Linked DNA regions of Mus musculus: region 1 is linked to region 2. Evidence: chromatin contacts called from public Hi-C data. All regions are on one chromosome and are shown on one strand. The core of a region is the stretch at or near the end of the contact, and the rest is flanking DNA. Distances in the headings are between cores, read along the strand shown. Region 1 has its middle 11 kb from the start of Dcstamp. Region 2 overlaps Rims2 (regulating synaptic membrane exocytosis 2).

Region 1 (3,315 bases), core at 350-2,849, 120 kb before region 2:
GTGTCTGGCTGGGCCATTAGCCTCCCCCAGCACAATGTTCAACACTTCATTCATTGCTTTAGACCTGTAGTTCTGGATGTTGAGTTTGAATAATGAAATTATTTGGGAGAACTGGGTATCAGAGAAATTGCTTTCTTTATGTTTGCAACTGTGAAGATTTTATTTACAAGAGTCCACGGGGCATCATTAGGGTAGGATGCAGGCTCTTTGGAGCTGTGCCAAGATAGGAAGGAATCCAGGCATTCAGATGGCCCCCTTCTATCACAGCCTGCTCTGTCTGACTGAACACATTGTTTTTGGAATTCCTCTCTTTCCTCAGTAATGGCCCTGAGGAGGACAGCTGGACCCCACAGTCAAATGGGCACTTTAGAGGAGAGGGGGTCTTCTGTTATCTGACCTCTCTTCAATTGTGCAAGAAGGAGGTACCAGGCACCCACAGCTGAGCTTCGAATCAGAAGTTTCTCTTCCTCGTCCCATTATCTGGCAGCCAGGTAGCAGTAGAGAGGCTGTACCAGAAGAGAGGCCTCTAATGAGATCTGAGGATCGTTCAGCCTCCCCTCCCCCTTGTCCATAGGTGCTCCCATCCTTAGCCCTTCCATATAACACAGCATCCCATCCGAGTGTTTGAATGTATTGAAGCTCCCACATTTGCCTCTGCGATCACCCCAGTAAGAGATTCCACTGTCTCTGTAAAAAGCAAGTCTCTAAGCAGAGGTTGCCTGAGAGGACTGCCAGGAAGGTGCCCAGAGAGTGTGGCATCGGCAGCAGCTTCAGTCAGCAACCTAAGAATCTTTGGACAAGTGATTTGAGCTCCCTGGCTAGCTCCTCTGTTTTGTTTCCCATGTGGCCTTTAGTGCTCTGTTCTTTTCTGCTCCAGAGAATTCTGATTTTGCTGAGTTTGGCAAGCTCACACACAGCAAAGCCTGGGACTCGAGAGAGCTGTGACGACCAGGAGGCCCAACACCAAACACCCCTTACATCTACCCTAGCCAAACTTGTCCACCCGGAACAGCAACTCCGTGTCCCTGACTCAGGACAACCAGCTTAGAACTACTGCTCCTTGACAATAGCACAGACTCCGAGCAAAACTACAGGCAAGGAAGAGCCTGGTGGTTTGATGGCTGGAGGCTTCGGGGCATAGATGGCTCTAAGCAATTTGGGGGGCAGCACACAGCCAGGAAGTTGCTGATCCAGTTACCCACCCTCATGCAGTGAGCACAGCCTTTTCAGTTCTGTTCCAGCTTGCTAAAGTCATCTGCAGCCTGCATCTCTTTGTGACTGGCATTTTCATCTTGCAGAGCAGCCATAGACTAAGGCCACCGGTGACATTCTACAAAACAAGTTTTTAAAGATGTAAAAGGATATCAGCTAGAAGCAGTTGTGTCCTCTTACTGGGGACCTAGCTCAGTGGGGGCAGATAGAATCTGTCTTCACATGTGGAGGGAAGCAAAGAGACTGAAGCAGCCAAAAAGGTGCAGTAGACTCTGTCTTGGCTTTGAGGCTCCTTGCCTGCCAGTGGGCACAGCATTGGTCTGGGAGATACCTGGCCTAAACACATTTAGGGGACTTGTCATCCTCAGTTGGCCTGAAGGTGGCAGCTCTTCCCAGGTCTGCAATGCGCTGGGAATTTGCTTCTCTGAAGCCTTTTTAAGTAGGGCAGCTTCCCTCTCTCTGGACCGCATCCAGCATTTGCAGATTATGAAACAGCCTCAGTTCTGTTTTCAGAGATTTGCTGGTAGAACCATCCCGACCGCCCACTGCTCCTGAGCTTGGATGGCACAGAGCGAGCCCTGGAAACAGGGCAAGCTTCTGAAGGGCAGCACAGGATTCTGGGCAAGCCCTGGGACTCCAGTTGATGTGATATAAATGAATACTCGGTGCTTGCCAGGGCTGTGGTCTTGGCCCAATGTCCAAACCCATCTGAGGAAAATCAGAATAGCTGTGCCTTCCTCTGTGCCCTCCTGCTCTTCTGTCTTCCTCAGAAACTAGTCAGATTGCTGAGTCACTAGATCAGGTGATTTGGAATAGTATGGATGCAGCCTGTGAAATAGTGGAGGGATCTACAGGTCCACCCAATATTCTAAGTTGGCATCCAGTGTAGCAGGAGTTGACAGCCACAGACTATAAACACTGCAGCAAGATAATAGCGCACATACTGCCGGACATGCTGGTGACTTCCTTTCCAGCCCTTGCACCCTGTCATGTCCCAGAAGGCATCTGATTCAACGAAATTAAGTTCAGCTAACACTGATGATGCTAACTGCCCACGGTCCTTCCAGGAAACTGTGTCTACTGATTTGTTTAGTGATAAGGTTCTATACTACTGGTGTTCAGTAAACTGTTCGGCAAACCGGGGTGCAGAGAGGTAATACTAATTGTCCAAGGTCATACAGCAAACAGGGAGTGGCTTTAAGATTCAAACCCAGGCATGCTCTTGGCTCAGGAGCTGTTATCAACAAAGAGAGCATCACCTTCAACACAGGCATGATGCAGAATTTCAGATTAGCAGATTTCTATGCCCCACACCTACCCTTCCTTCATCCAGGGTGTAACATGTCATTCAAGCACCAGCATAGAGTGCAAATTCTGGTGTCCAAGTGACAGCCACACGAAGCTACAGGGAGCCCACCTTGGGGGCCAGAATGTATGAAGCCGTACTAAGATTATTCCCAAGGTACCAGACTCCTCCTGGACCTCTCCCTAGACACCCTAACTCTGCTATCCTATCTCTAGTCCCTAAATGAGTCCATGCAGCCCCTAACAAGACAGCAGACTCTGGGTTGGGGGAACAGCAACAGACACAGCGGGAGAATAATGAGTGCCCAGGGCCACTGGGAACCACACAAACATTAGAATGGAAATTAGGCTGCAGAGGAGGTGGATTGGAATGGACTTTGGAGACTTCTTTTTTTTTTTTTTTCCTTCACTCCATAGCTTGCTTTTCAAGGAGAAAAGTAAACAGTGATAGGAAACAATTGTTCAAGGAGTGAGAGCTTCTGCATGCCTGCTGGGAGCCTGACATTCCGGCTGGGTCTGCCTCCCAGGCCTCCACCAGTCTTGATGCTTGGTGTCCTGGCCTGGGTGCCAGGACCACTTCTGCAGACACTGTGTGTGTATAGGGCAGGGGCTGACAGGATGCATTTCTACATCAGTAGCCTTTTTTTTTCAAGTTTGAGCACATGGGGTTCCAAGAGGTCAGTGTAGTCATAGCCATATTGCCAAAGCTCCAACAGTTAGAACCATTCGTCATCTCCTGGAACAATGCAAGATCTACCTGACACTTTTATAGACCTCCAGCACTTCCGAGACTCCTGC
Region 2 (2,995 bases), core at 19-2,518:
GAACCTCTGCTCATTCCCTGAGTTAACGACCATGGCTTTCCAGCCATTCCTGTGCTGTTATTAAACTGAAATGATTAATTTCAGGGTCCTCAGTTCCAGACAAAGTTTCCATATTTTTAAATATGGCTTTTGTTTTTCCTAAGTTTTGGTTTTAGAAAATGCCAACTTTACATATTTTGTGGTTTTAAGGTATGGAATATAAAATTGTCAATAGAAATGATCAGTTTTACAATGAAATTATAATTGTTAAGGTGCATTATGAAACAAAATTAAAAATCTAGTATTATTGGAGGAAAGTAATATGTCTTCCCCACAAAGTATCTGTAAATATTGTCCAAAAAATCCATACATATAAAGATTTGTGAGTATATTAAATCAAATATATCAATTGATAAGTTTAAAGAATACAGCTAAGTGGCTTAGTCTCAGAATTACCATTTAACACCACTGCAAATAAGAAGTCTTCACATGAGAACAAATGTTTTATCATGTGTACCTCCGAGAAGTGAGGAGAAATGTAAAGACTTAGTGAGTAGTGTATTTTATGGAAGGCCCAGCAGCAGAAACTGCGGAGTGTAGAAAGGGCAGCTGAGCAAAGACACACAGTGAACAAAATGCAAGTGGGTCTAGCTAACCTCCTGGGCATTATCAGCTGGCAAGGCACAGCTTGATAATAGGTTTATATGTATAGGTATATGTGTGTGTTTGTGTTTGTGTGTGTGTATAAAAATAAAACAAGAGGAAAGAATTCTTGATTTCAACTCTCAGCATATCCAGAAACCCTGATAAAATCAAGCATGGAAGAAACTCTCTCTGAAGTATAGAGAAAAATTCTTACAGTAATTCTTAGATTTTAGTTATGATAAAAGCTTAAAGTTTAAGGTTTAATATTATTGGACTGATCATCTCCTTAAAATCTATTTTGTAGTGGGTGTATGGCTGGCTTTGTGCTCTGCATGGGAGCTGTAGCAGAGAATGCCCTTGTTTTCATGATCCTTCCATTTATGATTCCATGGGGCAAGATATAAATGAATGATCATATCAACCAGTGGTATGAGATGAGGAAAAATACACATAATATAGGCAATGATGATCTAGAAAGTTTAGGTGAAAATTTAGGAAGATTTCTCTGAAGAGGAGATAATTAAGCTGAACCCTGAATAATGACACTATGAGAACACAGACTACACAGGTTGTTCTACCAGAAGACTTGGGGATCTAGTGCTAGTATTTGATCTCTGAGATCATAAATACCCTCTTTAAAGAGACCTTTCTTTTTAAAGGCTAAATCAGTAAAGAATTAGGAATACCCTACAGTTGAACACTTACAATTATTTAAAATTAGTCTATATGTTAATCTCATATTTTTGAATTTATAAAAATTCAAAATAGAATTTATATTATGAAAATATAATTTAATTCCTTAAACTATTAGAAAAATACATCCTCTCTACCATGATTGTAAACAGTTATTTAACAAAAATAACATGAACTTGTGATTCATATTAGTTCCTCATGGCTCACTTCCTTTCTTCTTCTTCCTTTCCTTACTATTTTTGGCACTGAGGTCATCCTGGCTTGACTACTTACATGACCCTATGCCATGAAATGAGGTAATTCACTGGTCTCAGACTCCTGAGTTGCTAGACCACTGTTCCTGGGAGTGGTCATGTTTGCCAACTATTTACTTTGGCCATTCTTAGATGACAACTTCCAATATCATCTATTATATTGGATATATTTTCCCAGATGCCATCTGTGTTCTTTCACTAGGTAGGTAGGTAGGTAGGCAGGCAGGCAGGCAGGCAGGCAGGCAGGCAGGCAGGCAGGCAGGCAGGTAGATAGGTAGGTAGGTAGGCAGGCAGGTAGGTAGGTAGATAGGTAGGTCTATAGACAGATCAGCTCCAAAGGACAAATCCTGGGCCAAGAAGGTGGCTCGGTTAGGTAAGTGCCTAAGGACCTGAGAACACACATATGAGCTGGACATTGGTAGTGTGAATCTGGGGTTGGTGACTGGTGGAGACAGGTGGATCCCTGAGCTCATTGGGAAGCTTTCCTAGATGAACTGATGAGAAAGAAACACTGTCTCAAAAAAGAAAAAAGAAAAAAAGAAAGAGGAGGAAAGCAGTAGAGAGAAGCACTTGATTTTGGCCTTTGGTCCACACACATATATGCACAGAAGCATGTACCTACACACAAAACACAAGCATACCACACTCTCACAACACTACATTTAATATTTTCATATTTGAATAAGAAGTGTCATTGTTCTCATTCATTGTTAACTTAAGGACAAAGTTTATGAGTTAGAATTTTAAAATGTTTTTATTATGACATATCTTATAAGCACTGTATTTTTGTATTAGCTAATACTTTATTATCCTTAGAGACATGACTTAATTTTCTCTGTTCTTCCTTGAATAATTGGCCATCACACATTTCTTATGCAGCTAGTTTCGACTGTGGCTAACATCTTGGCGAGAATTAACTGATTCCTTTAGCGAATACCTCCATGCACCTACTTGAGGTCAGGTCCCAAGGGAATGAGTGGGGGCTGAACTGGTGTCTGTGCTCCATGGTCCTGCACAAGAGGGCTGAAACTGAAGGGAACAAACAATGTTTTGTTTTGTTTTCCACTCAAACAGAGTTTCCTCTAGTCAGCCCATTCGAAGCAAATGTTTATTTCTAACAATCTATGCAGAAGAACGTCTTTCTCTAATGTGTATAGACTCCATTTGGGCCTCTGGTAGTTGTGGCTCTGCAGTGAGGAAAAAAAAGACCAATGAGTCATTATATAGAGCATGTATTAAGTGACTGAAACACTTAGAGGTTCACTCTAAGTTTCCTCCAAGAAACACCCAGAGAGAAGACACACAAGACTCAGCACTAAAAGATTTTACTGCTGGGAGACTTGAAAATAAGAGATCAACAAAGCTTTTAATGAACATATGTGTTGAATCATGGATAAGAATGATGATACACAGGGAAGAGAATA

What was found. A called contact is a pair of places that touch in the nucleus more often than the background predicts.
Region 1: a contact with region 2 is called in a Hi-C map of bone marrow-derived macrophages, with 3 times the contacts expected there. The contact joins two enhancer-like sites. A contact is called at or near these places in 3 of 39 promoter capture datasets (liver, macrophages and pre-B cells), 4 of 484 Hi-C or Micro-C datasets (bone marrow-derived macrophages, cerebellar granule neurons and embryonic stem cells), 2 of 115 datasets of contacts at active chromatin or transcription factors (both in embryonic stem cells) and 1 of 9 other capture datasets (macrophages).

What each region holds. Positions count from the first base shown.
Region 1 is chr15:39,733,760-39,737,074 of GRCm38.p6, reverse strand. No RefSeq gene overlaps it. Among named protein-coding and RNA genes, the nearest start is that of Dcstamp, 11 kb to the left of the region's middle. Within about 2 kb of position 1,599, at least 78 of the 459 cell types and tissues checked have an H3K27ac peak or open chromatin away from gene starts, as enhancers often do. A contact at or near this core is called in bone marrow-derived macrophages, where this site is marked.
Region 2 is chr15:39,609,669-39,612,663 of GRCm38.p6, reverse strand. All of the region lies in intron 21 of Rims2 (regulating synaptic membrane exocytosis 2), which reads right to left. Among named protein-coding and RNA genes, the nearest start is that of Dcstamp, 130 kb to the left of the region's middle. Within about 2 kb of position 1,268, at least 7 of the 459 cell types and tissues checked have an H3K27ac peak or open chromatin away from gene starts, as enhancers often do. A contact at or near this core is called in bone marrow-derived macrophages, where this site is marked.